Regions from separate parts of the Sus scrofa genome. Here region 2 is linked to region 1. A link is a contact called in public promoter capture Hi-C data. All regions are on one chromosome and are shown on one strand. The core of a region is the stretch at or near the end of the contact, and the rest is flanking DNA. Distances in the headings are between cores, read along the strand shown. Region 1 holds the start of PITPNM2 (membrane-associated phosphatidylinositol transfer protein 2). Region 2 holds the start of ARL6IP4 (ADP ribosylation factor like GTPase 6 interacting protein 4).

What was found. Promoter capture Hi-C pulls out the DNA fragments that hold promoters and counts their contacts.
Region 2: a promoter capture Hi-C map of fetal skeletal muscle shows a contact between it and region 1, with 7 times the contacts expected there. The contact joins the promoter of ARL6IP4 here to the promoter of PITPNM2 in region 1. A contact is called at or near these places in 3 of 5 promoter capture datasets (fetal liver, fetal skeletal muscle and liver), 11 of 47 Hi-C or Micro-C datasets (embryonic fibroblasts, fetal heart ventricle, heart right ventricle and 6 more) and 1 of 2 datasets of contacts at active chromatin or transcription factors (skeletal muscle).

What each region holds. Positions count from the first base shown.
Region 1 is chr14:29,728,306-29,731,798 of Sscrofa11.1, forward strand. PITPNM2 (membrane-associated phosphatidylinositol transfer protein 2) reads left to right here and starts at 1,795. Exons shown (of 27, transcript XM_005670599.3): 1 at 1,795-1,855.
Region 2 is chr14:29,886,701-29,890,193 of Sscrofa11.1, forward strand. ARL6IP4 (ADP ribosylation factor like GTPase 6 interacting protein 4) reads right to left here and starts at 1,770. Exons shown (of 5, transcript NR_033706.1): 1 at 1,118-1,770; 2 at 375-598; 3 at 169-286. OGFOD2 (2-oxoglutarate and iron-dependent oxygenase domain-containing protein 2) reads right to left here. Exons shown (of 7, transcript XM_001928564.5): 7 at 3,303-3,493. The coding sequence ends at 3,366.

The DNA.
Region 1 (3,493 bases), core at 545-3,044:
GCTCCCACAGCATATGGAGATTCCCAGGCTAGGGGTCTAATCGGAGCTGTAGGCACCAACCAGCCTACGCGGAGCCACAACGAGGGATCCGAGCTGTGTCTGCGACCTACACCACAGCTCAAGGCAACGCTGGATCCTCAACCCACTGAGGGAGGCTGGGGATCGAACCCGCAACCCCATGGTTCCTAGTTGGATTCGTTAACCACTGAGCGACAACGGGAACTCCCGAGATCTGGTTTTTAATGGTGTTAAGTCCTTAAAGTACTTAAGTAACTGGTCGGGTATGATCATTGCAGGGTTACAGTGGCAGTCATCCAGGTGCTTGGTTCTGACTGGCCTTATAGGTAGAGTCTCACTCTGGAGATCTGTGTACTCAGAATACCTTTAATGGGTCTTTGGGAACCTCTTAGTGGAGGGAAGGAGTTGACGGTTTCGTATTTGTGGGAACCCTTTGTCTCGGTATGAACATCACAAGACCGTGTTTTGAGGTGAGCTGTGTTATGATGGCTTTCTTGGCCCATTCAGTCTCCAAGGAGATGGGACAACCTTTGGTCAGTTGTTCTCTCTCCCAGTATCTGAACTGTCTTGGATTGCTTTAACTTTAGCTTGCACTTACCCTTCCAGGGAAAAGCACTCCTGGCTCCTCAACCTTGTAAGGTGATACTTGGCAATAGGTAAACTACCACTAGGTTTTAGGTGTGCCCTGGTTAATTCCATTACTTCAGATCTTGGCAGACAAAGCCATCCTTGCTCACTCTAAACAGACACTCTATGCTCTCTTTTAAATTTCACTCAGTACCCTCCTGGTCTTTTTATTTTCCAACTGGAGAGTCCAATCGGGAGGGAACATCAACATGAAGCATTTTCTGATCCTCTGCCAGTTCCTTCTTGAGGTCGAGAACTAGAACTTACCCTCTGGCTACTATTACTCCCACTGTTTCCCACTACTTTCGATGACCAAAGAGCTTTTCAGTTTTTGGCCCAGACCATATTTGGTGTCTTGAAGAGAGAACTGTTTCTGCAAATCTGGTCGGTAATGAATATAAGTACCAGGCATCAAGGTTTGGACTTCGATTGACTTGTTTGTCCACACATTCCAAATGCCTTCCGAAGGTTTCCAGCATTCGTTCCCCTTAATTTGTCATTTTACTACCAAAGGACTTGATTTCCCCCCCGGACCCCCCAATTCCTGCAGATTGCCCCTTCCCTTCCCCTGTCGACTCCTGAGTGTTAGCAAATCAGGCGAGGCTGACGGCATTAAGAGGGCCTAGAGGTCGTGGGCTGGGTCCCGCTCCCGGGGTCTCCCTGCGTGGAAGCGAGCCCCGGGCCTTCGGGGGTGGCCGGGGCAGAGGTCGCCAAGTTTGCCGGGTGGCTCCTGGCGGAGGCCGGCCCTCGGGACGGGCGGGCGGCTCCCCGCGTGGCCTGACGGAGGCGCAGGCCCGCTGCCGAGTGAGGGAATGCAAGGCGGGCCCGGCGCGCACGGGCAGCAGCGGCCGCTGGGGCGCGCGGGGCACGGCGGCGCCGCGGCGTAGAGCTGTCAGGCCGGTCCGCGGGCGCGCCTGGCCCCGCGCCCCGCCGGCCGCCGCCGCCTCCCCCTCGCCCACGGCCCGCGCACCGAGCGCTGACACCCGTGGCGGCCGGCACGTGCGCCCGCTCGCCTCCCGCCCGCCGACGGCCGGGGAGCATGCCCGCGGGGGCCCGGCCGCTCGCCTGGGGCCAGCTGGCGGCGGCGGCGCGCGGAGCGGCAGGGCGCAGCCGGCCGGGCCGGGGCCGCGGGGCCGGCGCCTCCCCAGCGGCGTGAGGCGGCGGCGGCCCAGCGCGGCCGAAGAGGACGGAGCCGCGCCGCGCGGAGCGGGTGAGTGTGGCGGCGGCCGGGCCGGAAGGCGGAGCGGCCGGCCCCCCTCCCCAGGCCCCCGGCGAACCCCGGGGATGTGGGGGCGCGGAGCAGGCACGCCGGCAGCCTGCCGGGTGGGAGGGAAAAGCGGGAGACCCGGCCCCGGCCGCCCCGCGCGGGGAGGAGGGTGTGGCGCGCGGGGACCCCGGACCCAGGAAATCGCCCCCAGCCCGGCCCCCGGGGGAGGCGCTGGCTCTCCGGATTCGGGGCCCTAGCGCTAATACCGAATTTCTGTCGGTTCCGGCCGGGGCGCGGAGGACTCCCCTCCCCCAGTGCCAAGTGTCACGGCGGTCAAGGGGCAGGTGTGTGTGTGTGTGGTGCTGGGCCTGCCCGGGCCGGCCCGCGCTCTGAGAGGAAGTGGTGGCCGAAGCCCTCTGTCCAGCCTTCTGGGCTTCCCGCCTCCGGCCAGACAGCCCTCCAGCCAGGTGGGTGTCCGGGGCCGGAGCATGGGCTGTGGCCCTCAGAGAAGGGGCCAGGACTTAGAAGAAGTGCTGCCGCTGTCCCCCTCGCTGGAAGAAAATCTGGCCTATCTCCATCCTGTGAGTCTCCCTTTCCTGTTGTAACCTGAGGTGCCAGCTCTGTTTTAGGGCAGCCAGCTTCCTCCTTACTCCCTCCACCCCATCCTTTCTTTTCAGGGGCAGGGCTGATGGGTGACTTGGGGAGGAGACCCTAGAGCTCCCCTCCCCCATAATGTGCACTCACTCCCCCGGGAAACCTCAGATGGAAGTTCTAAGTAAATAGAGTGTGTTTGCTAGGCAAATGTCATTTCAAGGCAAATCTTCTAGCTCTGTCCCTTTTCAACGCATTTGCTGCCTCTGCGTACATTCCTGATTCCTCATCCTACACTCCTCTCCCAACTTCTGAAATATGGACTGGGGTCTCAGGGCCCCCCTTCTCCTCTCCAGAAGCCGGATTCTTCAGAGAGGACCTCCTTTGGAGCATCTTTCTTAGTCTGCTGCTGGCTCTCAAGCAGCCCCCACCTGGGAGCCACTGGGGCTGAGAGGCTAGACACCCCCTCACCTCCTTTCTGAGGGGAATGTAGTAAATGCTCCCCTTCACCTGAATCTCCCCCACGGCCAAGCCCCCAGTGTGACTCATCTCTGCTCTGAACTCCCACTGCACCTTATCTGTGTCTCTTGTGTGACTCTTATCACCTCCTGCCTTATTTTAGTTACTTTTGTGCCTGGCTTATCTGTCCCGCTGGATTGTGAGCTCCTGGAGGATGGAGGACAGGTGCAGTTTGATTTGTCCCTGGTGGCCTTGGGTCAGCACCCTGTGCACTGTCAGCATCGGTGTCCAGATAGAGTAGAAGCCCCGTCCCTAGCTTGCCTCTGGGGCCCTAATTGATCTGACCCCTGATGGTCTCTGTTAAATTTTTCTTCTTTTGTGATGGGAGATTCCCAGTCTTTTCCTTTGCAGAGAGAAACCCAGTTAGGAAGCCATTGTTTTTCTGGTAGGGAGTGACTTGCCAAATGACCAGGACAGTACATGCTCTGCTGTGATGATGGCCAGGCCCAGACTGGACTCTCTAGGCTCTGGGTGTGGAATGGATATCTCTCTTTGGCCTTTGCACTCACGAGGCATGGGAGGCAGTAGGAT
Region 2 (3,493 bases), core at 520-3,019, 160 kb after region 1:
CATTTGCTCTGGGCAATGGGAAGGAATGGCCTGAGAAATTTCCACCAAGTGACTGTTTTTTCCCTCTCATCCTTGGCCTTTTTAGAGCAACAGCAGCTACCGCCCCCCTCCTGAGAGTGCTGGTCTGGAGCCAGTGCCCAGTCGCAGCTGTGGGGCCAGGCTTCCCACCTGGTGCGTCCTGTCTCTGGGTCAACCACCTTGCGGATGACGCTCTGCCGGGCATCCCACTCTTCCTTGGTCATGGGCTTCATGGCCTGGATGCGGGACTTCTGCTCATCTGTCAGGACTGGAAGATGAGATGGCAGGGAGGTGGGGGAGCCCTCAGGGAAGGGACCCTCCTTCCCCCGCCTCCCACACTCCAGGCAGCACAGTACCTGGGCCATCCTCTTCCTCCTCGGCTGCTCTGTGCCACTGGTCCAGCGAAGGTCCAGGCAGAGCCTCAGCTTGCTGCACCTTGGCCTTTTCCTTGCTTCTCTTCTTCAGCTTCTTCTTCCTTTTCTTCTTCTTCTTCCTCTTCTTGTCCTTGTGCTTCCCCCGCTTCTTCCGGCCATCGCTGGAGGAAGAGGAGGAGGACGAGGAGGAAGAGGAGCTAGAAGAACTGGAAGAAGAGGAGGAAGAGCTGGATCGTGGTCTCCTCCGGGCCTTGTGCTTGCTTCTCTCTGTGATGCATGGAGAAGGTGAGGCTGGAAGGCCAGGAGGGGAAGAAGTAAACCTTCGTCCCCTTGCTCTGGCCTGTAGCAGGCTCAGGCTGACCCCAGAGGCATGAAGCCCTCGGGCAGGGCTTTCCAGAAAAGGGATCAGCACCCTGTGGAGAGGCACTTTCTGGGCTGCCAAGTCACTGACCACCCAGGAGCAGGGCAACCAGCCCCCACATCTCCCGCCCAGCTGCACCAAAGATATGATTAAGTGCTCCTTTCACTCAGTATTCAATGGGCTGGTCCAGCCGCTGGATTCTGAGCATCCTTCAATCCAGATACCCAGGATCTACACTCTGGGTCCTCCTTTGAATAGTGCTCTCTGCAATTTTCCCAAAGCCAGTCCGGAAAAGCCCGCCCAGCTGCCTGCAACTTCCTCCATGAAGTTCCCTCACCCCTTTCCCATTCCCTCTGGTTCTCACCCTCCGCCCCAGAGGAGGTAGTGCTGGCTTTGCGGCTTTGGGATCTAGAAGCCGAGCAGCTCCTGGGAGCGTCCTTACTGCTCTTCTTCCTTTTCTTTTCCGACCCTCTGCCCCGGGACCGGCTGCGACTCCTCGAGCGCTTGCGAGAGCCGACGTGAGCCATAGCGCCGTGGGCTGGAGGCGGGGAGACGCGCTTAAACTGGGGGTCCCTGGGCCGGTCCGCAGACTGGGTTCCAAGAGCGGCTCTACTCAGAACCTGGTCCTCTAGGGATCGATACCCGTCACCACCCGGGGCAGGGATATGAGGGGATCTATGCAATCGCACAACCCGCACCCGCCCCTCGCCCCCAGGTATCCCAGATTCTCGGCGGGCTCCTGGATTCTCCGCAGCGGCCTCTTTAAGGGCCCGCCCCCGCCCGGACGCTCCACGCCTGCGCGATCCAGTTCAGGAGCCCTAGGAACGGCAGTGTTCCTCAGCTGCCAGGTGAGTTCTTTATTCCTTTCCGCGTACTCCTACCCTCCACCCCGCGCCCTCCGCAGCCTTGCCGCCTTAAAGAAAGTCTCCGAAGCTGCTCCGCTCCCGCCTCAACCGTCCATTTGGCCGGACCACCTGCCCTGCACCGCGCCTTAGAGTAAGGAAGTGGCTGCTGGGTGACTTCCGGTCTGGGGGTGCTGCTCGGGAGACAGTCCGGCTGCGAAGCGAGGCGCGGTTGCCTTTAGTTCTGAAGCCCCAGGTTCCGTTTCTGTGGCAGCCCAAGAAACGGAACCTGGCGCGATCACCACGGGAGAGGCGAGTTGGGCATCCAGGCTTCCGCCTACAGGTGGAGCTCCGAGACGAGAGACCTGCTCTCCAGCCTGGCGCCAGTCCTGGAGTTTGCAGGCCTTTTGCTGCAGCTGTGCTTCTCCCAACGCTGTTCTTTCGGCGCGCCTGCAGCACCCCCAGACTCCCTGGCGCCCCAGGGAAGAAGGCGACCCTACTGCGCGCCGCTTTTCCTTTCTGGATTGTCTTCGGATGTGTCCACTGCAACGCGCTGCGAGCTCCAGAGCTTTGGTCTTTCCATCGTCCCCACCCAGTAATACAGAGATCGCACTCAAACGTCCATAAGGACCAGAGGGATCATGGCAGTGAATGAGGAAGGGACCCTGTGATCAAGAGCACCACAGGCCTGTCTAGAGTGGGGACAGCTGAGACCCTGCTGATTTCTGCAGTACGGATTGGGGCCTGGTGTTCCCAGATCTTCCCACTCCCTTAAGAAGTCAGAACTCAAGATTTCAACATAGCTACATGCCTCATCCAGTCTTGGGGCCAAGTTGCAAACTCTTCAGTAGTGATGATAGCAGCAGACACAGGGCTGTTAAAAATCACTTTATAAACATGAGGCCCCAGAACAACTCTAGGCCATACTCACCAGGTGAGGAAAGTAAAGCACAGAGAGGTCACACGGCTTACCCACAGTCACAGGTGGAAGTGATCGAATCAGAATTAGAACCCAGGCAGTCTGGCTCCAGAGTCCCTGCTTTTAATCCCTCTGCAGTAACCCCTCTGTACCATCCAGAAGATGCCTTAGGTGGCTGGCCCAAATCCTCTTTGTAGACAGGTGTACTCGCCCCAAGCCGTGGTATTTGCTGCTGACACCTCACACCTGTGCCCTTCTCTGGACGACTCCCTTGGCCACTGGAGATGGATGTCTGGGAAGTTACTCACCCCCTCCCTACCCTGAAATACCTTAAAGCCAGTTAACTGATGTTGGGGGCAAACTGTGGTACCATTCATGCTGCAAAGAGCCTATAAGATTGGGCTGAAGCTGGATCCTTCTTGAAACCACATTTGGCCCAGCTGCTTCTGCCCTATCCTGGTTCCCCTTCTTCTGAGAGTATTCCCTCCTTAAACCACTTGCACAGGAATCCCCATCTCAGCCTCTGGTTCTAACAAGCCCAACCTAAGGGAGTTCCTGTTGTGGTGCAAAATGGGATCAGCAGCATCTCTGCAGTGCCAGGACACAGGTTCAATCCCCGGCCCGGCACAGATCTGGCATTGCCACAGCTGTGGCATAGGTTGCAACTGCAGCTTGGATCTGATCCCTGGCCTGGGAACTCCATATGCTTAGGGGTGGCAAAAACAAACAAACAAAACCCTGATCTAAGCCAGCCTGTCTACTGAAAGAATGACCCAGAAGCCCGCACATCCTTTTGAACCAAGAAGTACTGAGGGTTGCAGGGTGTTTATTTCTGCTGGATCCAACCAGGCTCAGGTCAGCGCACACAAGTCCACTGTGGCAGGCTCCTCGCGAGTGAAGCCATCGCCGAAGCCCTCGTCGTCCACCAGTTGGGGCTTGCGGCAGCACATGGGGCAGAGGCGGTTGCGCACAGCAGAGG